Regions from separate parts of the Mus musculus genome. Here regions 2, 3, 4, 5, 6 and 7 are each linked to region 1. A link is a contact called in public HiCAR-type, Micro-C, capture Hi-C and promoter capture Hi-C data. All regions are on one chromosome and are shown on one strand. Each heading gives the region's core, a stretch centred on a gene start, on an enhancer-like site or on the middle of the called end of the contact. The rest is flanking DNA. Distances are from core to core; before and after follow the strand shown. Region 1 holds the start of Otx1 (orthodenticle homeobox 1). Region 2 holds the start of Papolg (poly(A) polymerase gamma). Region 3 holds the start of Cep68 (centrosomal protein 68). Region 4 holds the start of Usp34 (ubiquitin specific peptidase 34). Region 5 holds the start of Aftph (aftiphilin). Region 6 holds the start of Lgalsl (lectin, galactoside binding-like). Region 7 holds the start of Fam161a (family with sequence similarity 161, member A).

Region 1 (3,172 bases), core at 266-2,765:
TGCAATCACCTTTCTAGTTGACCTCTCTGGGCCCCTAGCACTAAGAGATAGCTGAACAGGAATCCCACCGCACCTCCAGGGTAGATGCGGCCCAGGCCAGGCTAAGGCGGCAAGAAGACGCCAAAGGCACCACAGTAGAAGTGGCAGTTTCAGGATGCCGCCCAAGGTCAGGGGTACCTCCGAGGCGGTCACCCCTCTTCCTTTGCTCGCACAGGCGGGCCTTCTTTCTACCAAGTCTGCTAAGCACACCGAGTCCCACCAGAATTTGATGGCCAACCCAGCGCCCCAAACATTCTAGGGATTTTGGAAGGCCTAGCGTGCCAGGTCGCGTCGCATCGGCCGTCCTATATGAACCCGATGGAGAGCAAGGAACTAGGCCTCAGGTTGTAAAGCTCACGCACAGCCGACCGGGAGGGCGAGGCTCGGCGCAGACACTCTGAGCCCACGCAGCTCTGCTCCAGCAAAAGAAGGGGTTCTGGGAGTATGACTGGGACCGGCGGGGGGCTTGAAGCTACATCCCAGGACCCAAGGGTAGGAGATTCCGGGGAGAAAGGGAGGTAAAACTAAAGCAGCTCCCCCATCCCAACTCCTTTCCCCGCCTCAGCCCTGGGGGACCCTCAGCCTAGACTAAGGGGGTGGGGGGAGGTCAGCGAGCACATAAGGCGGAAAGGAAGGATTCAAAGAGCTTGGGCCGAAGGGCCACAGGCCTGCAGCCTCCGCGGCTAAGCCCGGCTGCGGTGTGAGTTTTCGAGTACTTTCGTCTAACTTAGCAGCCCAGTTCCGCAGCTTCGGAGGAGGCGGGGGAGGGGGCGGCCGGCTCCCGAGCGGCCTGGGGTCCCCAGGGCAGCCAAGGGGCGCCCGGCCTCTCACTCCAACCCCGCCCACCTGCCCCGGACAGAGGTAGCGGGGGTCGATTAGAGGACGGGGAGACGAGAGGGGCCACCATCGTCCCGGGGTGGCGCGCGGCCCGGCGACTCCCTCCTTACCTGCCCTCCGCAGTCGCGGCTTTTCACCATCTACCTCTCGCCTTCACCGAGACTCGCCGGCAGCCAACCTGCAAAACGGAGGCGCACAGGTATTACCCCGGAGACGGCGGGACCCTAGGCTTTCCTCTTCCCTCAACTTCCCTCTTCCCGTCTCCTGCATTTTTTCTAGGAGCTCTGTGCGTGTACCTCCAGGTTTCACTTTATTGCTCAAACACTTTGTTGCAAAGTCCCACATGCTTTTCCTCTCAAGACCTGGCCTCGCCCGGGACCCGGGGGGTGGGGTGGGTGAGTAGGGGGTGTTCGAGGGACAGAGTTAGGAGGTGGCTTGCGCTGGCAGCTGCACTCTCTCGGAGCAAGCCGGAGGCGGTAGGGACTGGAGAAATCCTGCATAGTCACTTGGCAAACTAAATAAATCAAGCAATTTACCTTGTCGGAGTGGCTTGTCTTGCTCGGTTGTTTAGGTGATTGGAAATGTAGCCTGATGAAGATTGATCACCTTTCTACTGCCCTCCCCGGGTATGTGAACGCGAGGCGAGTGCGTAACGGGGCTCGGCCTCCAATAGGGGGCCTAGAGCGGACTGAGTGACAGGGAGCTGGGCAATGGCGAGCCCGGGTTACCTCCGCGCGCCCCCGCCCTCCCTCGCCCCCACCTCCTCCCTCCCCGCGCGCCGGCCCCGCCCCGGTCGCGCGCTAACTCTGGGTCTAGGTTGGCAAATTCCGCTCAGAACGAGTTGAGGAGGGCGAAGGCTGCGCCGGAGTTGCTGGCACAGAGGGGGCCCCGGGTCCCAAGGCTCGCCCGAGGGCCCCCGCCCTCCCCTTGCCCGGGCCGCGCTCCGGAGGAGTGGCGTCAAGCTGCTGGATAACCGGTTCCTGCTCGCGCGCGCGCGCCGCCAGGCTCTGCCGCACTGTGGGAGCCAGGCTTCCCAGGCCGAGGACTCGGGGCGTGCTGGCCCCTGGCACTCCTTGATGCTCCCTGGGGCCCCAGCAACTCCTCCTCCGCTCCCCCACAACCAGCGGTCGCCGCCGGCGCGGGCTGCTGAGCGGAGCCGGGAGTGGGGGTGCAGCTCTCGGCGCGCAGGGCGCCCTGCGGCGACCCGGGACTCTTGCGCCCAGAAAGAGCACCGGCAGGGGAGGCGCCGCCAATTCCCAGCTGCACAGCGTTTCCAGGGGCTCCCAGGCAGTCTCACCAAAGGTGTTCGCAAGTCCTAAAAGCTTCTTCGGAACCGTTGGAACTCAAATCTCCTTACATTCTCTCTCTCTCTCTCTCTCTCTCTCTCTCTCTCTCTCTCTCTCTCTCTCTCTCTCTCATGGATTTGATAGAAAACTTTCTTTTTCACAATCTGTCAGTCTTTCCAGATCTCCACCTACAACGAACAGTCTGGTGGAAAATGTGGCTACACACCCCGATCCCTCTCACTTCATTTTCTACACCTTACTGGAGGAGCCTCCTCGAAACAATTTCCCCGGATTGTTCTTACTGGCAGACCCCAGTTTCCAGCCGAATAAACTTGCTGAGATCGTCTTCTTGTGTGTACTTTTCAAAGCGAGAGGGAAGAGTATTTTCGGCCCAACCCCGAACAAGGCAATATTTTTACATGGCATCTCCTACTGAATACTAGGGACCACACTTACACTCTTTCCTAGTTCTTTTTCCTCATCTTCTGCCGTTCTCACCCCAACAGGCGGGCGAAAAGTTTGAACCACAGTATGTGCGTGGGTGAGTTCGGCAGCCGCCGAGAGCAAGGTAGAGCGGAGCACCGCGATGCCCAGGCCGCGCGGTCCGCTGTGGTCGCTGACCGGGTGCGGGGCGACCAGAAGGAAGGGGGGAGCCCGCTGAGTGAAAAGGGCCGCGACTGCCGCTCATCAAAGTGCTTCTCCCCTCCCCCACGCGACACTTTTCTTTGGAGTCCGAATAAAATACGGTAACAGAATATGACGGAGGGCACACTGTTTCCTTAACTGCTTCTCAAAGGACCGAGAGATCTTCTTAGGACCTTTAATAAGGCTTTGGTCGGTTCTTTTGTTGGTCTCTCAAAATCAACTCCTTCTAATTGAAGTTGGAGCTGAAAGCGAGCTAATGTTCAAAGAAAGTGGCCGCCAGACTAACGAAATTACATTTTTTTTTTTGAACGATGAGGGAACATCTAATCAAAGGGGCAGGGAAGGAGGGGTGTGAGAGGGGACTA
Region 2 (3,172 bases), core at 493-2,992, 1.9 Mb after region 1:
GGTAGAGGCAGAAGCAAGCTCATGGCCATGTGAAACCTCATCTCAACAAACAGCCTATATACCTTTGAAATGACTTAATGAAATATAAGGGAGTATTTTAAAAAACCCAACTCTAATTTCTCTCCCATTTTTATCTTGCTGTAGAACAAACAAAACTTCAATTAATTATTTCAAGTTCTATCTATCTATCTGTCTGTCTGTCTGTCTGTCTATGAGAGATAAGGTTGTCTGAGCAAGATTAGTGTGTGATTAATACATGGCACAGACAGATTTTCATAAAATCAAACCAAACAGGAACTCTAAGAAGTAGGTCTCAAAAAGTGTTATGAATTTCACTTACAAGGAAAAAAAAAAAAAACCTTACAGAAATGTTACTGAAGGTACAAAGATAGGTAAATAGAATTCTCACTGACATTCTATAAAAAACTTTTAAATAGCTCAAAATAGTCACTAAAAGTACTACACTGGGCTATGTTTATAAACGGAATACATTAGTTAATAAAAAATAACTAATAATGAAAATATTAACATAGCAAAAGGTCAGAGAGATCATGTTCTAAAGAACCAGTCTACAGAGTAGTAACTGATAATAAATACCCTATAAACAGTTTAAAACAGGTACACAGTTTTTATGGATACAGGGATAGGTACTATCAACATTAAAAATGCAGTAACAAGAAACACCAAACTCAGTGCTCTGGGGCCTTGGAAGAGCGTCGTGAATGCAATCAGAGAAAGGATAGGCGAGTCTTCAGATGTATTGGAATGCTCGACTTCTTTTCAAGAAAGAAAGGTTAAAGAGCTAAGAACACACCCCATGTTAGTCTTAGGGAAAAATGGGTGGTGGCTACACAAATGGTGTTTTGTATTTCTGTGCATTTTTCTGTACGTTGAAATTATTTCCGGATAAAGTGAAAGGTAAGAAATTCTAATAAATTCTTGACAAGTACAGAAACTGCTTCCGACTTATCAAAGTGTGAGCAGGGGATAGATACAGCCCGGTAGATATTGTGGGTCGGTGGGAAGGAACGGGGTAGAGGGTTTAGCCTTTCTCATGGAGCAACCGCAAACCTAGGGGCTCCGCTAGGTCAGTCCCTCTCCGAAAGACCTGAAAGATAGCGGGTCCGGCCGGGAGGAGGGGAGGCAGGGGGATGGTATTTGCGCCAATGCAGACAGAATAGACGGGCTCAGACACGGCTGGGGCAGGAGAGTGACCGACCGTTTTTTCTCCTCAGCCACACGCGCCTTTCCCCCTCATCCTGGTCTGGGGGCGTCCTCAGAGGCGGGCGGCGGGGGGCTGACGGCGACTCCCGAATCCCCGCCGGGCGGCCAGGTGAGTCCCGGGTAGGGGAGATGCCCTTGCGGAGTGGAGGGCAGCGGAAAGCAGAGGTCCCGGCCGGCTGCGCAGGGTGCCAGGCGCAGGGGCTGGAAGCCGGGGCTGCCCACCTCAGCGCACCTCTCTCCACCTCGCCCTCAACCGCCGCCCCCACTTACGCAGACATCTCTTTCATCGCTTCCTGCGTCTCTCTCCAGCGAGTGTCTTTCGCTTTGGGGTCCTGTTCTTGCCCTCTCTTCCTTCCTCTGTCCAATTCCCTTCGCTCGCTTGTAGCTCGCTCACTTCCCCACTCTCTACAGCCGAGGCATTCAACCGAGTAGTGAAAACACCACAAAACCGGCTCTATTTATGACAATACAGCGCGGCCACCGCCAATATGGCGCTACTTCCCAGGCTGCCTCTCGCCTTCCGCGGCTCCGCCCTGCAGCCCTGGGCCCGCCCTCGGGCACACCCCCACCCAGCCTTGAGTTCCCGGGACCCGCCCACCTCAGCGGACTTGCAGCAAAAGCATCTGTCAGAGTGTCAGGTCTCCCTGGTCTGTGGGATTGTCAATTCAGGCAAACCTCTGGGAAGGTTATTTGTCAATTTCCCCTTGTTTCTGCAATAAAAGCATCTAGAAAAAAAACCACCGCTTTCCCTAACACCATTTTAACTCTTCCGTTATCCCACATCTTAAAGTCATAGACTTAATAAGTACACATTGAGAAGATTTTTGTCACCGAGGGTCACACCCAAGAAGGTGCGACTTTAACACAACCAATCCAGGGAAGAAAGCTTATAAATAAATCAGCTTAACTTGTATTCTTTTCCCTCGGAGTACCACCTCCAAGTCCCAATTTATGACTTTGTGGCATTTAGCTGAGATGTTGAACATAATTGCTACTAGTTAGCCGTAAGATAAACCCAAGGATTTCCACCGCTCTGCCCCCAAACCTCACATTTTCAAATAGTGAAAATCATGTTCTGTGTGATTATGACGGTGAAAATGAGGGAGAAAATGACCAATGTTTAAATGTTAAAGGATAAAAGTAATTTCAAACCCTGTCTTTTTCTCCCAAGAGTCAAGCACGGTTGTTTGGGGAATGAGACTCAGTCACGGGAAAGGAGGTTACTTTCTGAATTATTCATTTATTCACTCAAAGTATTTATTGAAAATCTGGTCTGTCAGTTTGTTTATGCTCCATGTTTGATGCATAAAAGCAGGTCTGTGGTTTGACCTGAGCAAGTTCAGAGTTTTCCCATCAAAAGGTGGAGAAAAACTTCAAATATGAGTGATATTCTGCTGCTGCAGAAGTATGTATTACACACTGTAGGAACTAGATTCGTATCCTCAAGAGTTTATTGCGAGTGGATGAGAAAATATATATATACACTATTTAAATACAGATGGGGTCCAGTTGTCATTGGGGGACCAAAAGAGGACCATCTAAACATGGAGGAAAGTCACTAATAGCTTCCTAAAAGAGAGGATTCTGTATATTAGCAGGATTTGGGAGTACAGATTTTGGTAGGTTATGAGAAGACAAAATGGAGCTCAGGAGGTCGCTAGACTGGGATTTGATTCGAAGCAGACCCACCTTTGTTATTTGCTAGCTTTGTGACTTCTAGAACTTTAAAATAAAGTTTACGTTAACCTTGAACTTTTTCTTTAAGAAAAAAATGTAAAGTACACTTACTTTAGCCTGCAGGGAGTCAGAGGATGACTTCTAGAGTCTGTTCTGTTCTCCCTTTTCACCATTTCAGTCGCTGGGATCAAAATTGATTCCTCAGACTTGGCAGCAAACAGCTTTATCCACTGAGCCTTATTCACAGTCCCAATTTTAAACGTTAAAAATA
Region 3 (3,172 bases), core at 369-2,868, 1.8 Mb before region 1:
TACTGCCCTGACAGAGGGGTGGGCAGTGGTGGCCCAAGGCCTGGTACATATTTTCAGAGCCTCTTCCTGCCACAACAGGGTAAGGACTTTAAAAGCATAAATCTAAGAATACTCTCTGGGGTCAGAGCAGCAATCACAAAAGGTTTGAGGGATGGCCTCAAGACAGAAAGACAGACACCAGAAGAAGCAAGAGTTATACAGATATTTGGTAGTGGTACCTGGGTGGGTGGGTGGGTGGGGCATCTTAAGACAGGTCTCTGTGTTTATATAGCTCAGTCTCAGAGATCCACCTGCCTCTCTCTCCCGAGTGCTCTGGTAGGTCTAAGTATTTCTTCTTATCTTAGGTATTTTATAAACCTTGGAATTGGCACTATTACTCTTCCTAGCCATGTTTTTTTGTCCTGTCGTGCTGGGGCCTAAATTCCACTTTATAGATGAGAGAACTAAGGCACACGTGAATTTATCCTGAATTAGTAGTATGAAAGGGACTAAAGTCTGAATTGATTCAGAGAGCCCAGCTGCTTCCTTAACCTGTAAAAATAATCCAACAACTTAAAGGCTTTTAAAAGTTCCGGTTCCCTCAACGTTGGGCTTCACTTGTTCTTGTTTTCTTTTGGTTTCCTTCCCTTACAGACCTTTCATCCTGTTAGGGGGCGGGGAAACCACTTCATTGCCAACCCAGGCCCATATGGGCTGCCCAGAGAAGGGTATGTTTTTCAGTTGTGGGGGTAGGGAAAAAGTTTTTAAAAGCTTCTGTGATGATGTGAAGCTGGGTTCCCTTACACCCACTGTTCCTAAGTGATCCAGAATTTAACCCAGTCCGCTGGAGAGAACTAGGTGAGTAGTGGCTTGTATTTGAACCAAGCCCAAAGCAAAAAGTGTCGCAAGCTGTATACCAGACTACCTCTTTCCTTGTCTCGGACCCCATCAATTCCCAGTAAGGTCTACTCTGCTCGGGCACTGGGAGTTTTTAGCTTTTATTATTATTTTTTTAATTTTTAATTGAATAAAACATGGTAATTATAAAATTACTAAGTTTGGGGCATGTGCTCCCGGGCTGCTGAGACTGGCTAACAGGTGACAGATGACAAGGGTAGATCTTAGAGATAAAAAGTGCGCCGCTTTGCTTTCCTCCTCCGGATGCGTTCACTGGGCCATGGAAGCAGCAGCCGTCCAGACGCGAGCGGCTGTGGCTGTGACCCGCCGGTTCTCCGCGACCAAGGTCGACGCGCGCACAGCTGCATGGGGCTGCCAGAGGTGCGGCCCCACGCGCTCTGCAGGCCGCGCTGGCCCTCCACAGCCTGCCCCTCCGCTCGCCTCCACCCGGCACGGTCCGCAAGATGGAGGCGAACGCGCGAGGCGCCCCCATCGCGGCCAGCCTTTGTGCCCTCCAGGCCGCGGGCCTCCCCCAGGGTCCCCCACGCGGAGCCCCGGGCACGAGGGGAATGCCCCGACTCGAGTCTTGGCGCCGCGACACTCGAGCCGGCCACAGCCTTTTTACCTCACTCCACACCGCCGCACGTCCCGAGCGACCCGCGTAGCTGGGCCAGGGTCCCAGGCGGCGACGACGGGGCCTCCCGCGGGCGCCCGCACTCCTGGGGAGGGAGGGCCAGGCGCCCGCCACGCCCTCCGCCCTTGCCGCTTCTCCGCGGAGGACGCCCCATGAAGCAACCAATCCAAACTCTCCGTTCGGATGCTTCACCAATCCACAGCTCGTATCTGCCATGGGAACCCGCCCCCTGCAGGACCCTGGCCTATGGGTGGCCGGAGCTTCTTTCTCCGCTGTCCGGACGCGCGTGCCAGCTGGGTGTTCGCGGTCCTGGCGTCCACGCAGGCCCACGCGGATAGCAAGGCGCGCTCTCCGCGGATCGAAGGCTTGCGGTGTTTGGGTCGACGTGCTCTCCGCGGCTGGGAGGGTGGTTCCAGGCTTGGTGCTCCCCTTTTGCGTTGTGTGGAACCCCCAGGGCATGTCCGAATCTGGGCATCGGGCAGAAGTTGGGCGAGGGGACCAGGTGTGGGTCGAGCTCCCTCCCTCCCCCCACCCCCGGCCCCTCGCCACCGTCCTGAGACTCTGAGGCTCAGGAGGCCCAGCCTGTCTCACCAGTAGTGGGAGAAGGGACTTCCACAGTGTTCTGGGCCTGTGAAGTTTAGAGAAGGAGCTGGACTGATCTTAACACGACAGAGACTTAATCCAACCTAAGACCACAAACTTAACTGCCAGGCTGGCCTGCCTGGCCATAGTGCTCCTTCTGCCTCGGCTTCCCCAGTGCAGGGAGTACAGGCAAACCCTATCATGCCCAGCTTTTTATTTGGCTTTGTTTTGTGTGTGTGTGTGTGTGTGTGTGTGTGTGTGTGTGTGTGTGTGGAGAGAGAGAGAGAGAGAGAGAGAGAGAGAGAGAGAGAGAGAGAGAGAGAGTGAGTGTAAATTTCATCGTATCCCAGGCTGAATTTGAACTCCTGATTTTGTCCCAGTCTTCCCCATACTGGGTGTTTTAAAGTAAAAGTGTATTGTTATATGCAAGGCCTTGAATTCTCTCTTCAACCCAGAAGGAAAAAGTTAAAAAGGAATTCAGAACCGAAATGTGTCAAATAGGTAGGTAGCATTTACCAGCGTGTATCCAGTTACTTGTTTAAAGGAAAAAATAAATAAAGGACGTATGAAGTCATTTAGCAGTAAATATGGTAATGCGATTGAGCACCTGGATGGTCTCAACCAGATGTGTTCTGTACTCTTCTTTGACTTTGGCCCAGCGGCCTTCTCTAAGTGTTCTTGCTCAGTTGGAAGGGCGTCCTGAAACACAGAAGCCCAGGAACCACACTGCTCTAAGAGGAAGCCTCCTAACTGAGGTGTTGCAGCTCCCAGGGGGAGGGTATCCCCAGCTCAGCCCCACTCCTGTTCTTTCCTTCTCTTCATTGCTTCTTGGCTTCTGATGAGAGAGTACCACCAGGCAGCAAAGCTCATAAAAGATATTTATTGGAGGGTCCAAAATGTGGAGGGATGAATCCAGGGGTGGCCACCTCCGCTCCAGGAGCAGAGAGCAGGGAATTGAACAAAGAGCAGGGCTTATATAGGGTTTCTTAGTGGGTGGGGCTTTTCAGGACAGAGATTTCCAGGATGAGGATTGGTAGGATTTCAAGTCCTGAGCTTGGGGAGCTCAGGGATTGGTGGATT
Region 4 (3,172 bases), core at 307-2,806, 1.3 Mb after region 1:
CTCCGCAAGAGTTTCAAGTGCTCTTATTGCTGAGCCATCTTTCTGAGCTTCTAGTTCTTTTTTTTTTTTTTTTTTTTTTTTAAGATTTATTTATTTATTATATATGTAAGTACACTGTAGCTGTCTTCAGACGCACCAGAAGAGGGCATCAGATCTCATTACGGGTGGTTGTGAGCCACCATGTGGTTGCTGGGATTTGAACTTCGGACCTTCGAAAGAGCAGTCGGGTGCTCTTACCCACTGAGCCATCTCACCAGCCCGAGCTTCTAGTTCTTAATGCAATACCAAACTTAAGTTGGGTGTCCCTTTCACTTGTTTTCCACTCCTGGCTCCATTTCTTTTGGCACTGGGCAAATGGGGTTATAAAAGTCGCTCAGGCTGCCTTCGAACTCGGAGCAACCCTCCTGCCTGCATTTAGGAAGTACTGTCGTAAACCATCACGCCAGGCTTCGTTCCTCACGGTACTAGCTCTCGCTGTCTCTCTCTGATGAAAAAGCCTAATAGAGCGTTTCCGATGAAGAATGAATGGGTAGACACACACGTTGTAAGACCTCGTGCGTAAAAACGAGGTGTCACGGTTTCTCAACCGCGCCATTTCTAGTCCTGTCAAGGTGTTTCACTGCTGAGGATCCATGAGCCTCACAGAACCGCACGGCTGAGATAAACAGGGATTCAGGTTAAGACGCGCCCTGGGCTGTTCCATTCTCCCGAAGCCAGGTGGGGAGCGAGCCGCGGCGTTGCCAGCATCTGCTGACCCGCGGCCGTCTCCACCCTCAAAGTACCCGAAGGACAGGCAAACTTCACCGCTTCCCCTCGGGGGTGCGGGAGATCAGGAGGCGCCGCGCCGCGGCAGGGGACGGGGCGGGCCATCCGTCGCGGCTCCGGCCGAGTCTCCCGGAGCGCGGAGCCCGTAGGGGCGGGAGAGGCCGCGTACCCGCGACCCGCCCGCAGCCTCCGCCATCTTCCACTCACCCGCCTCCCCCCGCGGCGGCGGGCGGCGCGCTCCCCTTCCGGCCGCTGACAGAGATCCGGCTGGGCGGGGAGGGCGAGCGCGCACAGGGGGTGGACCGAGGGCGGGGAGGCCGGACGGAAGAGGAAAGGGAGGGCGGCCAGCGGCTCCGGCAGGGCGTGCGGCGTGTGTGCGGAGAGAGGCGGAGGGCGGGGGCAGCGAGGAGGGCGGAGGAATGAGTGCGCGAGGCGCCTCTCTTCGGCTCCTTCGCCTGGGCGGAAAGAGCCGAGCGCAGCCCGAGCGCTCCATTAAAATGGCGGCGGCGGCGGCGGTGGCCGCGGCGTCTGGTCGGTGGTGAAGTGACTCTGCTGCTTCTCTCCCCACCCACCCCTCCCTCTCCCCTCCCCCGTCCTTCCCCCTTCCCCCGCCGCCGGCGCCTAGGCGCCCCTGAGGCCTGCGCTCCCCTCGCCCCCCTCCTCGCCCCCGCCCGCTCCCGCTCCCGGGCCCGCCGGCCCCCTCCCCCACCCGCGGCTCCCCGCCCCGTCCTCGCCGCCGCCGCCCGCCCTCGTCGCTTCCCCGCCCCGCCGGCAGGCCGGCCCCCTCCCCTGCCTCCGTCCCCTCCCCCCCGCCGGTCGGGATCAGTCAGCGCGATCCTAAGCGGGGGAGGGGGGGGCGGCGGCCGAACGATGTGCGAGAACTGCGCAGACCTGGTGGAGGTGTTAAATGAAAGTAAGTCGCCGGGTAGGGGACCCGTCGGGGTGCACGGTTTGGGGGTCCCTGGGCTGTGCTCTCCCGCCTTGCCTGCCTTCCCGGCCTGCGGGCTGCGGCGACCGGGCCGGCCCGGCGTACGGGCCTGTGTGCCCGGGAAGGTGCGTGGTGGCGGCGGCCGTCGCGGCGCCTCGGGCCCAGGCCGCCGGGTTACCTGGGCGCCCGAGAGGCCGCGGCGCAGCCCCGGCCGGGTCCGGCTTGGGCGGTCTCGGAAAGTTTCCTCATTACAGGTGTCAATTAATGAAGGCACTAATGAGCCCTTCCGCCCCTTTCCCCCTTCGAGGAAGGTGTGGGGAGGTGGGGTCGGAGGACTAGGCTTTGCTCTGCAGTCCGAGCCTCAGGGCCGCCCTCTTTGATTTCCAGCGTGCTGGGGAGGCCTCGCTTACCTGCTAATTTTCGTTAAAGTCCGTGGGAGAAGGGTGGTGATTTTTCCATCCCTTGAGGGTGTGTGGGTGTATTCAATCCATCTGCCAGCCCTTAAATAGCAGAAATTGAACTGCAATAGTGATGATTGGAACCGTCTTACCTTAATTAAAAATAAAGGTGATAGTATTTCTTTAGTACCATTCGTCGTTTAAGTAGTAAAGTCTATTATAAGGAGATCTCTACCAACGACAACCACCCCGAGTTAGTCATGGTCTGTCTCTGAAAATGAGAGGCCTTACTCCTTATTCTTTATTATTGTATTACATATTTTATTTTTGGCCTTGCAAGATTGCATTTCTGCTTAAGAAACAGGGAATATTGCACGTCAGCCACTTGTGGGCCCAGAGGTGGTTTAGATGAAAAGATAATTTACACAAACTTGATTTGTGACAAATATTCATTTGAGGTATTGGAATTTATATTCAGTGTGATATTTTGACAGATTTCGAAACTACTTATTCCTTTTAATTCATTCATTTAAAAAGTCTATTTGTAGATTGTAATTCCCTTTTGGTTGCTTAATTTTTACTTTATTATGTGCTTGAGTTTCACTTTAATGGCTAAAAGGTTTATAATTTATTTTCAGCTATGTATTTAGTTCCTGACAGATTAAAGTAGGTGTTTTGTATATATTCAAACTACATTTTCCCATATCTGTGTCATCCTACATTTTCCTAGTATTTTATAAGGTTATTCCTATTTTGACATAAATTTCATTCTTGGTAGAAGTGATATGGTAAACATAGTTCCTTAGTACTTATTTCAGTAAAACATTTTGTATCTTAGAAATACATTGATGATTGTGACTCTCTGTTCTCCAACTTGAAAGTACTTAATTGTTTAGTATACTTTAGGAAAAATAGTTTGGGAGAAGTGATTTAAAGATTCTGTAGGTATGTGTGTGTCTGTTTACAGATATATTCCTGTGAGTGCAGCTGCCCAAGTAAGCATCAGGTCCCCTGGAGCTGGAGTTGCAGCAGATGTGAGCTGCCCCAGATGTGAGCTGCCCCATGTAGGTGCTGAGAACTG
Region 5 (3,172 bases), core at 332-2,831, 1.3 Mb before region 1:
AGGTCAAAAGATCAGATAACATTAAATTCAAGTGCCCTACATATTATGAGTCTTATTAAATTTTTTCCAGGAGCTTTTTAATGATTTAAAAATATGTCTCTAAACATCAATAGATAAATCTGATACACTATATCTAATAAGAATCTAGTAAGTGCTATTTACTGATCTAGAAATTACAATGCTGGATCTAACTTGCTATTCGTGTGAGAGATATCCATGTATATGGCTACCATAGGTACTTTGTTTTAACAAATACACTTCTGGAGAGTGTTAAAAATGATCCCTACAAATGCCAACGTTTAGAAACTTATAAAATATGGTAAACTAGGCTGCTTATATCAACGCATTAGAGTTGAAGCAGAGTTCCCCCTAGAGTTTAGTATATATTTCTCTAATAGTTCAACAAATGTAAAATCTGATTTGAACCTTTCCAAAGTTCCTATCCCCACCACTATCCCCCCCCCGCAAAAAAAACACCTCGTGAAAGATATTTATGCCCTGAAGTTTGAGTAAAGTTTTACTTCTTTTAGTAAGAACTCTGAAACAGAACCAACGCTCCTTTGACGCTCCCTGCCCCCTCCCCGTTAATATTTACATGTATGAGTCAGTTCTTTCCTCAACCGCAACAGATTCAGATTCAGAGGGACATCACGCTATAACTTGAATAAACCAACAAGGTGGGGGCGGTAGGAAGCACAACTAGTCTCCGTTTCCAAAGGGAAAAAGAACCCACCACCGTTCACCCTCTGTCCCCGGCAGCACCTGCCACGTCGGGAGCTTAAAGAATAATGGCTCAACTTTCGGACGCAAGGAGGGAGAAGACACAGATAATTTCCTGAGGAGTGCCTAAAAGGTCCTCTCCGCAAGGGACACAGCTCTGGGCCGTCTCTGTCCGTTGGAGCATTCAGAGACCCTTCGAGGCGGCACAGTCCTGCAGCAGCCGGCCTCGGGCCTCCGCGAGGCAGACAGTGTTTACACCTGTCACGAGGGAGGTGGGAGCAGGAGGACGCCGGAGCGGAGCCCCAAACTTCTACACAGCGGCCGGGAGGGAACCCCGGCGCGCAGCTCGGGGCGGGTGGACGGCGAGAGGCAGGGCGGGCCACGGCGGCCGGGAGGGCACGGCTGGCTCTCCTCGGCCGAGCCTGGGATGCCGAGCGCCGTGCCACTCGGCTTCGGGCGCTGCCAGCGGCGTTCCGCACCCGCGGAGAAGAGCAGAGCCCGCGCCGGAGCTCGCAGGCCCGCACGCGGGCCGACGCGGGCAGGCGCTCCAGGCCGGGGCGACTAGCCGGGCCGGGTCCTCCGCACCCCGGGAGCGCGGCGGCAGCACTCACCTGGCTCGTCCCGGGCGGCCGCGATGGGCATGGCTCGGCGGCCCGGGGAGGAACTGGCTCCCCGGGGAAGGACCGGTTACTCGGACGCTGAGCTGGTGAGGGCGGAAGGGGAGCTGTTCCCAGCCCTGTCAGCGGCGCGGCGCCATGGACGCCCACCCGGAGTTTCAGCGCTGCCGCGGGACCCCCATCCCACTACCCTCCGCCCTCTTCCGCCGCCGCCGCCGCCTCCGCCTCCTCCTCCTCCGCGGAGACCCCCGCCCACTCCACACACTCTCCCATCATGCAGCGGGGAACCGCTGCTGTCCATACGTCACTTCCGGGCGCAGGTGGCTAGGTCGGGGCCGGGCGCTGGTGGGTGCCGGGGTGGGGGAGGACACTCCAGGGGAATTAGTGTCACAGACTTCTTACTTCTGCGCAGGCGCCGTCGTGTGGAACGACGTTCGCCATTTTGGTTGCGGGCAAACGGTCTTTTTTCCGTACTCACTGAAGTGTGGGCTGGGGACGTCCTCCCTCCCCTCCCGACCCTCTGAGGCAGCGCTCCGGGCCACAGACCTGAGCTTCTCTCCGCCCAGTACTTTCCCGATGAGCCGGGGAGAGGGTTAAGTTCCGCCTTGGAATAAAACTGCAGACGTATGGAAATACGGAACCAGATCTCTGCTGAAAAACCGGCTGGACAACATTCAGCAGCTTGTCCTTTTTGCCCGGAATAAAAGACTTTCATTCCCTTCCCTTTTTATGTAAGCCAACAAAAGAGGAAGCTGTTATTTAACAAACGAGAAGTGATTGTCCTACTTAAGACGAGAAGTCAGCAGGCAAACTAACAAATGGTCTTCTACAAAAATCAGTCCAGAATTGTGTTGGTGTTTGGAGAAGATGATCATTTTCATACATCTTTCCAATCAACTTGTGCATTTGAGCGATTCTATACAATAGAGGTCATAAGAGGTTTTTGTTTCCATCGGTTCCTGAGCAATTGGTCTTTTTTTAATAACATCTCCCCGTCCTTTATTATGACTCTGTTAGAAACCATTCCACTGTAAAACTCAGACAAAGCTGCAGGATTTTTATTCCTGTCTCAGACGGTGAACCCTGGACTCTACCCTACAAACCCTGAGCCCTGCCGGGTTCTCTTTCTGCCCACGCTGAATTATTTAAAATAGTTCCCAAACCGCAAAGCTCAGCAGTAACCGAAAGGAACAAGGACTGAAAACACCCGTCATCTCAGAGAACTGTCTAGCCCTTTGACTGGAGGAATTACACACGTTGAAAAAGATAAGGACAATAGCAATTCATCATGGTTTATCCTGCCTCTGCAATGTTCTAGACAAATTAACTTGAAGAACTAAAATAGACCCTCATTTGTCTCCTCACAATTCAGTCATTGCAAGATAACAGAGACTGCATTGCTGCTTTGTGGTTATGCTGAATATTTTTGTTATTGGCCAGTCACTGAAGTGAGAAAAATCTATATGGCTTGTCAAATTTATTCCTTTTGTATTTCGCCCCCTGCTGGTGTAGCTCGTGTGCAAATTAAAAAAAAAAAGTATGTCACTGTAAAACATGTTTATTGTCTGAGAATGAAAGTAAAAAAAAATGCGTGTAAAACTGAAAATTAATTTATTTCAGACAAACATATGTTTGTTTTCACTTGATAAATCTACCAAATAAGTACTGACTAAGATCCGAAGGAAACGTTTGAATGATGATTTTCAAATAATTTAAACCAATCAAAAATGTTTAATATAGTGATTCTAAACATTAAAAGGAAACCGTGCAGTTTGGGAAAGTATCTTCCCGATTTCACAAATTATATGATTACCAAATGATTATCTTTGTTAGGT
Region 6 (3,172 bases), core at 238-2,737, 1.2 Mb before region 1:
CTGGTGAAAACTCCAGTGGAACTGAAAATAATTACAACTGAAGACTTCAAATGCCTCAGGCCACCCTTGCATTAATCCATCTCAGAGTTCTCAAAAACAGCCACAGAACTTGACAAGGGAAACATCTTGTAAGTTTGGTTCTTATTTATTCTAACAGGTTTGGTTACGACTACCGTGTTTCAAAACCATAAAAAAAGAAGTCTTTTGGCCTTCTCAAGGGTCAAAGATTAACTGTAGGCCTATTTTTATCATCACTGATATAAATAGCTATCTGCAGAGATGATGGCTAGGATTGATACACATTCTTTTCATGGGAACATGGTACTTTCTTGGCACTCCTAACTAGTGACACTGTGCAAGTAGGGTAAGGGGAGGAGGCAGCCGCGGGACTCAGCAATGGCAGGGCTCTGCCCTTACCTTTCGGGGTTGAGATCTACGATGCCCATCACTAATACCTTCTTGCCTGGTCTCATGCCACCTTTAATGTGCCCACAAAATGGAACTATCTGCAAAGGAAGAGGGGAGAGACAGGATGTTTATGGGCTGTTAGAGACGAGCCAAACCCTCAGCCCTGAGAATCAGACCCATTAGAAAGCAAGGAAATGCACCAGAGGGGAAAAGGATAAAGGCAGAGACACGGAGCACATTGATTTACCAGTCGTGGGAAGTACACGTCGGCTTGAACTGGAGAACCCAAGGAGTTGTTTAAGTGCCCATCATCAAGTTTCTAAAAATAGAAGCACACAGATTGGCTTTCCACAGACCCTTGTTTATTAGGGAGTGAATGGAAGGATGAGGAATCAACACAAATCTGTAGTGATCCAGCAGCCCTCCACAGACACACATACATATGATGCCTCTTTATAGCCCATTAAATAACCGCGAAACAAAACCCGGCCTTTCCATCCGGTCTAAGCCTCTGATGATCCCCAGGCTCTTGAGACCGGATCAAATTCAAGGTCGCGGCCCACCCGGGAAGCAAAGCCCGTGTAGGTGGGCGGCAGGCCCCTCTCCAAGCACAAACGCTCCCGGAGTCTCTGCCCCCTGGCCTGTCCTCGGGGACGTGGCTGGAGTGCAGCGGCAGCGCTCGGCTTCTCTCCGGAGCCCCCGGCGCGGGACCGTTTCCAAAGGGGTAAATCCCGGACGCCGGGACCGCGGCCCCACACTAACCCACGTGCACGCACACGCGCCCAGCGCGCACCTGGCCGGCGCCCTCCTGCCCCGCGCCCGGGGCCCCCCGAGCTCGCACCCCGCGGCGGCTGACAGGTACCGCGCTTCCCGCGGCACCGCGGGTCCGTAGTCCTTGCCCCGGCCCTCTGAGCTACCCGCCTCGCGGGAGGCCGCTGCACTCACCACCACGGCGTCGCTGTCGGCCACCGACCCCGCCATGTTCCTGCAGCGAGCGCCGGGGACGCGGCGGCGGGCGCGGGTCCGAGCCGGGCGCGCGCACACACGGGCGCGCGTGCACGCCCCAGGCTGGCGCGGCCGCAGGCCCGGGAGGGGGAAGGGAGGCGGGCGGCGCGGAGATCGCGGCGGCGAGGGGATGACGGTGGCGAGGGCCGCAGTGCGTTGGCCTGGGGTGGCATTTAAAGGCGGCAGGGCTCGGCTCGGGAACCGAGAACCGGGAACAGGGCGGGGACGGGGCCCGGGAGCCGCGGCTTGCTAAGCGTGCCCTGCCCTACGGCCATTGGACCACGGCTGAAGGCCGGAGGGCGGTGGCCTGTCGGCGGGAAGGTGGGTGGGGCTGGGGAAAGGGGTGAAGGGAGGGCCCAGGTGGGCCAGGTGACAGGTGCTGGGGACACTCCTGGTCGGTACCCTACTCACTCACCTCCTTCCGCATCCTGGGGGACTGTGGGGGTGGATCAGGAGTGAGGTCGAGAGAAGGTGGAGGACTCCAAAGAGGAAGACCTGGTATGGCTTCTTTCAGAGAATTCCAACCTAGTGGGAGGAAAGATAGTTGCACTGTTTGGAGGAGAAGGAGAATGGAGGTCCAAGGCTTGTACATATTTGACCCTAAATAAAGAAGCAGCCAGGACTCTAGGGGGACAGTTTGCTGAGCGCCGACCAACCCTCTGTTCCCAGGGAAGCGCAGGCTAGTGTCGGGGTCCCGGAAGCATTCTTCAGCAGGTGCCCGGCCAAGCCGCAACTTGAAGTGGACACAGTTTCTGTCCTTAGCTATTTTACGTCACTTGCTTAGTTTGGGGTAATGGAGTCTCCAGTCCTTCTTTGTGTAATACTTCCTAGGGAATACACTCCTCTTTCACGCTAAGGCTCAGACTCCTGTAATGGTATCCTGACACTAGCATAATTATGTAACTTCTCAGATAAGGCTGTATCAACATACTCTCTATTAGGTGACATACTCGGCTTGCCCAATGCACTGTGTGAATCACCACACTAATAAGCAAGGAGCTTGAGCAAGTGAGCTGCTACAGTCCCAGAGGGGCCCTTTGGGGGACCTGGCGTCTCTGCAGCTTTTGTGTCCCTTTATGGACCAGTGCTAATCATGGTAATCTCTGTGGGACAGGGAACATGCCTGTAATCCACAGTCGGAGCCTTTGTGGAAGTGGTTCTCAGAATTAGAGACTGAAGAGTTGTCATTGTGGCTCCCATTTTGCTCCTGTTTACTCATCTGAGCTTGAGAATCACACCTATTAATTATTCTAACATACTAGGCAATTACAAGAAACTTGATATTTTAAAGTCATACTTTGATTCTCTGAATTTCTAAGAGTCAGCATAGGGAAAAAATCATTGAATTATTTGCTATTAGCTAAGCGTGGTACAATATATCATGGTTATTATAAAGGGCTGGTGTCTTGGGTCCAAATTTAGTTTCTTATTACTGATAGTAGCGTGCCTTAATTTCTTCATCAGACATGATAATAATTACTACGATGATCCTATCTTGAATTACTGTGAAGATTAATAAATTGGTTCACACACCTTCCCCAGAAGAACACTCAGCACATTCTAAGCAACAGTTTTGAGTGTCTGCTGTTGACCAAGAGCTGAGAATTAGCAGGGGCATTGCTGAAATTACATTGTAGCGAGGAGAGGCAGACATAAGCAAACTTGCAAGTATATAGGTAGTAAGACAGAAAAATAAGGCGGGGAGGAGGAGAGTGCAGGATGATGCTATTAAAGTAGGGTAGTCTGGGAAAGTGACATT
Region 7 (3,172 bases), core at 172-2,671, 1.0 Mb after region 1:
AGTCAGAAATCCGCTGGCCTCGGCCTCTGCCTCCCAAGTGCTAAGATTAAAGGCATACGCCACCACTGGCTGGCCTGCAAAAGCACTTTAATGGTGCCATTTTCTTTCAGATCTACCTTTTTTTTAAAAGCTGTGTTAATAGATATCTGCAAATTTAGAATACTGTCAGCCGAAACTTTCCTATTCTATGTACACACTGATGTCCTTCATATCCATTATTTACTATTTCATGTTCCTAAAACCATCCCACTTACAGGGCTTCAGTCTGTCAATAGGTCTTGTTTACACCAAGTCCCATCACAGAACTAGTTGCATGTGGCTGGCAGAAAGTCACTATTCTCTCATTCAGATGGCTATGGATCCCTCCCCACATCTAGCTTTTCAGAACCAACCAGTATCCATCATCAGTTCCGTTGGAAAAGGCAAGCTCAACCGTTTTGAAACAGGAGGCAGGGAAGGTAAGGTGATAGGTGCTTCGCAGAGGGGAACAAGGAAGGGGTGGTAACAACTGCGTCAGAAACAGGTTCTGTGGAAGGTGTGCCGCATAACGTGGAAAGTACTGGAACCTTAGGGTGGGGACAGGGGCGCTAGCTGGGGTTCTAAGTAAAGTGTTATGCTGCAGGTGGCTGAGAGTTCACTGAAAAAGCATCCAAAGTGGCCAAAAACCTGAGGCCGATCAGGAGGTTGGCAGGGCTGAGCTGGGAGGGTGTGGTCCTTGTAGGCTCTCGCCCCCTCTAATCTGCCGCTAAGCTAGCTGCAGAACCGCTAGACAAGCTACCACATCTCACTCACTGGTCTGAGTGACAGACACTTCCTATGTCTAGTGTCTTACTGGTCAGTCGAGAAAAAAGAGGGTGGGACAAATAAGTATTCTCCTTCTGATTGGTCAACCCGCTGGTTCTTGTCAATTAGAGATGAACTGGGTTCTCCGCCATGTTGAATAGCGCGCTGCAAAGCCTGTTCTTTTCTTGGGATGGTCACCCAACACCCGGTCCTTCCTGTCCCTCTGTGCCCTAATATGTTGATCCAGCTAGTTAAAACGCGCTTTCTGCTTTAAGTCCGTATACCGCGAGAAGTTCTCGTTTAGGTAGTTAGACAGAAATAAAGCTAGAAACCAGAGAAAAGCTCAGTCCCTTGCCGGAGACCTGGGTGTCATTCAAGTGAATCAGTAATTGTTCCGGCGCTGGTGAGACTCCCATTGAGCAATTAGCTTGAAGATTGCGTTTTACTTTAGCTTGCTGTGGTAGTCGTTTGTGTAGCTTCAGACAGTTATGCTTCTAGAAACCGCAGGCTTGTATCAGAAACCATCATTAGACACTAGCTGGACTCGGGGTTCGCATTTGTGACAGTGAAAAAGGACGTTGCGTGCGTTATGGTCCGTCGCCACCTCCTGTAGCGTCCCTAGTAACCGAGCCCCTAGTAACCGCTCGCCCCAAGCCAGGATCTGTGAGCTAGGTGGCAGCGCCTGCACGCCGCCCTGGGCGGGCGCGGGCGCTTGGGCTTGGAGGCGGGGCGATGGCTTCGCCGCACCAGGAGGCCAGACTGGCGGCAGCCAGCCTTCTCCTGTCTGCAAATCCCATCACCGGAGCAAGGGTCGCCCAGTACGAAAGCGAAGACTCCTTAGAGTCCTTGGTAGCAGCGGGGTTGGCGGCGGCCATGGAGGAGGAGGAACAGAAGAAAGTGTGGCAGATGCGGGCGTCGGTAATGTGAGAGCCCGGAGGGGTCTGAGGGCTGTCCGATCGTCTCGGGCAGGACGGGTGGAAATGCGGTGTCCTCTGTAGACCCTCCCTGCTCTCTGCCCCAACTAAAGGTTGCTGCAAAACTTTATTGGAGAGTGGTTTTTTTATAGCTATTTCTAGAGTATGCAAAGAACAGAACTCTACTTCCTATTTATTCTCCAGTATATCTTGGGAATAAATAATTTTTTAGTTCTGATTTTTACATTTATTTTTGCCCCCCCCCCCCCCGAAGACAACTGATGTGCCCATAGTTTTCATAAAAGATCAACTTTCAGATGATAAGTTGTACTGACAAGTGTGTTTTATCAGTTTTTGTTAGGAGTGGATTTTAGCAGTCCATTAGCAAACCGTGTTTGAAGTTCAGTGGACAGATGCTCCAGATGTAGAGAAGCATCCAGATAAACAAACCGCCGAAATCCCAGTTCCCTAAAGGGATGATATGGGTGCAGTGAGATCTTTTCACAAAACATTTTCAGTATTATGTCCTGGATGTGTTATATGTTTCTAGCAGAAGGATATATATGGAGGAGGAGATTATACACACACACACATAATCTCTACCTCTGGAAAAGCAACCAGTACTTATAACCACTAAGCCATCTCTCCAGCAATGCTTTTATTCTTTAAAAATTTCATACAGTATATTTTGAATGTAACCACCCCCTCTCCTTCATCTGTTCTATTCATTTTGTGTGTTTGTTTTTAGATTTATGTGTATGAATGTGTGCCTTGGGAGTTACTGAGAGTTGTGAGCTACCATATGGATGCTGGGAATCAAGCCCAGGTCCCCTGCAAGAGCAGCAAGTGCTCTTAACAGTTAAAACATCTTAGCATCCTTTTAAATTTTTGTTTGTTTTCTGAGACATAGCCTGGCTGTTCTGGAACTCACTCTGTGTAGTCCAGGCTGGCCTCAAACACACAGAGCTCTGCCTACCTCTGCTTCCTGAGTTTAAAGGTGTGTAATAAAAACGCCCAGCTTTTATTCACTTTAAAAGCCGGGAACCTTGGACTTAAACCAGCACTCTGCTGGGATAAAGCACCAGGACGGGCACTCGCTCCCTCGACACCCTGTTCCTTAGCAGTGCTGGGGTGGGCCGAAGGGTTTGTGCTTGCTAGGCAAGTGGTGTACCAACAGCTACATCCTCGGCTTTTTTGTTTTATTTTAGACAGTGACTCCTTTGGTCCAGGATTGCCTCAAATTTGCTATTTGTGGCTAAGGATGACCTTAAACTCCTGATCCTCCTGCCTCCACCTTCCAAGTAATGGGATTAAGCGTATGGGGCCCCAGGCCTGGCCTGTAGCAAATGTTTCAAGGTTATGTAGAGTGAAGCAGAGCCTAACCAGCTATGAGGTTCAGAACCCTAGGACTGGTTTATACCTGATAATCATTCAACACAGCCTGTCATAGGTTACAGAAGGTGAAATGCCAGGGA

The links. Promoter capture Hi-C pulls out the DNA fragments that hold promoters and counts their contacts. Hi-C and Micro-C count contacts between places; a contact is called where the count stands out from the background. HiCAR-type assays count read pairs that join an accessible place to other places. Capture Hi-C pulls out chosen DNA fragments and counts their contacts.
Region 2: a contact with region 1 is called in a promoter capture Hi-C map of liver, with 2.9 times the contacts expected there. The contact joins the promoter of Papolg here to the promoter of Otx1 in region 1. A contact is called at or near these places in 2 of 39 promoter capture datasets (both in liver).
Region 3: a contact with region 1 is called in a promoter capture Hi-C map of cranial neural crest. The contact joins the promoter of Cep68 here to the promoter of Otx1 in region 1. A contact is called at or near these places in 2 of 39 promoter capture datasets (cranial neural crest and pre-B cells).
Region 4: a contact with region 1 is called in a Micro-C map of embryonic stem cells, with 5 times the contacts expected there. The contact joins the promoter of Usp34 here to the promoter of Otx1 in region 1. A contact is called at or near these places in 1 of 484 Hi-C or Micro-C datasets (embryonic stem cells) and 2 of 115 datasets of contacts at active chromatin or transcription factors (astrocytes and large pre-B cells).
Region 5: a contact with region 1 is called in a HiCAR-type map of astrocytes, with 4 times the contacts expected there. The contact joins the promoter of Aftph here to the promoter of Otx1 in region 1. A contact is called at or near these places in 2 of 39 promoter capture datasets (cranial neural crest and liver) and 1 of 115 datasets of contacts at active chromatin or transcription factors (astrocytes).
Region 6: a capture Hi-C map of embryonic stem cells shows a contact between it and region 1, with 3 times the contacts expected there. The contact joins the promoter of Lgalsl here to the promoter of Otx1 in region 1. A contact is called at or near these places in 2 of 39 promoter capture datasets (HPC-7-derived erythroid cells and liver) and 1 of 9 other capture datasets (embryonic stem cells).
Region 7: a promoter capture Hi-C map of liver shows a contact between it and region 1, with 5 times the contacts expected there. The contact joins the promoter of Fam161a here to the promoter of Otx1 in region 1. A contact is called at or near these places in 1 of 39 promoter capture datasets (hippocampal neurons), 1 of 115 datasets of contacts at active chromatin or transcription factors (embryonic forebrain) and 1 of 9 other capture datasets (liver).

What each region holds. Positions count from the first base shown.
Region 1 is chr11:22,000,136-22,003,307 of GRCm38.p6, forward strand. Otx1 (orthodenticle homeobox 1) reads right to left here and starts at 1,516. Exons shown (of 5, transcript NM_011023.3): 1 at 1,413-1,516; 2 at 987-1,054. Gm32517 (a long non-coding RNA gene) reads left to right here. Exons shown (of 3, transcript XR_003949861.1): 3 at 299-449.
Region 2 is chr11:23,893,528-23,896,699 of GRCm38.p6, forward strand. It overlaps Papolg (poly(A) polymerase gamma), which reads right to left and starts at 1,743. Exons shown (of 22, transcript NM_172555.2): 1 at 1,495-1,743. The coding sequence starts at 1,511. Gm12061 (a long non-coding RNA gene) reads left to right here and starts at 725. Exons shown (of 4, transcript XR_872317.3): 1 at 725-918; 2 at 1,236-1,333.
Region 3 is chr11:20,247,806-20,250,977 of GRCm38.p6, forward strand. Cep68 (centrosomal protein 68) reads right to left here and starts at 1,619. Exons shown (of 7, transcript NM_172260.3): 1 at 1,502-1,619.
Region 4 is chr11:23,305,339-23,308,510 of GRCm38.p6, forward strand. It overlaps Usp34 (ubiquitin specific peptidase 34), which reads left to right and starts at 1,557. Exons shown (of 80, transcript NM_001190401.2): 1 at 1,557-1,678. The coding sequence starts at 1,636.
Region 5 is chr11:20,739,975-20,743,146 of GRCm38.p6, forward strand. Aftph (aftiphilin) reads right to left here and starts at 1,582. Exons shown (of 10, transcript NM_001290545.1): 1 at 1,332-1,582. It overlaps Gm46272 (predicted gene, 46272), which reads left to right and starts at 658. Exons shown (of 1, transcript NR_168691.1): 1 at 658-3,172.
Region 6 is chr11:20,829,621-20,832,792 of GRCm38.p6, forward strand. Lgalsl (lectin, galactoside binding-like) reads right to left here and starts at 1,488. Exons shown (of 5, transcript NM_173752.4): 1 at 1,354-1,488; 2 at 656-727; 3 at 418-506. The coding sequence starts at 1,389.
Region 7 is chr11:23,006,926-23,010,097 of GRCm38.p6, forward strand. Fam161a (family with sequence similarity 161, member A) reads left to right here and starts at 1,422. Exons shown (of 5, transcript NM_001363283.1): 1 at 1,422-1,701.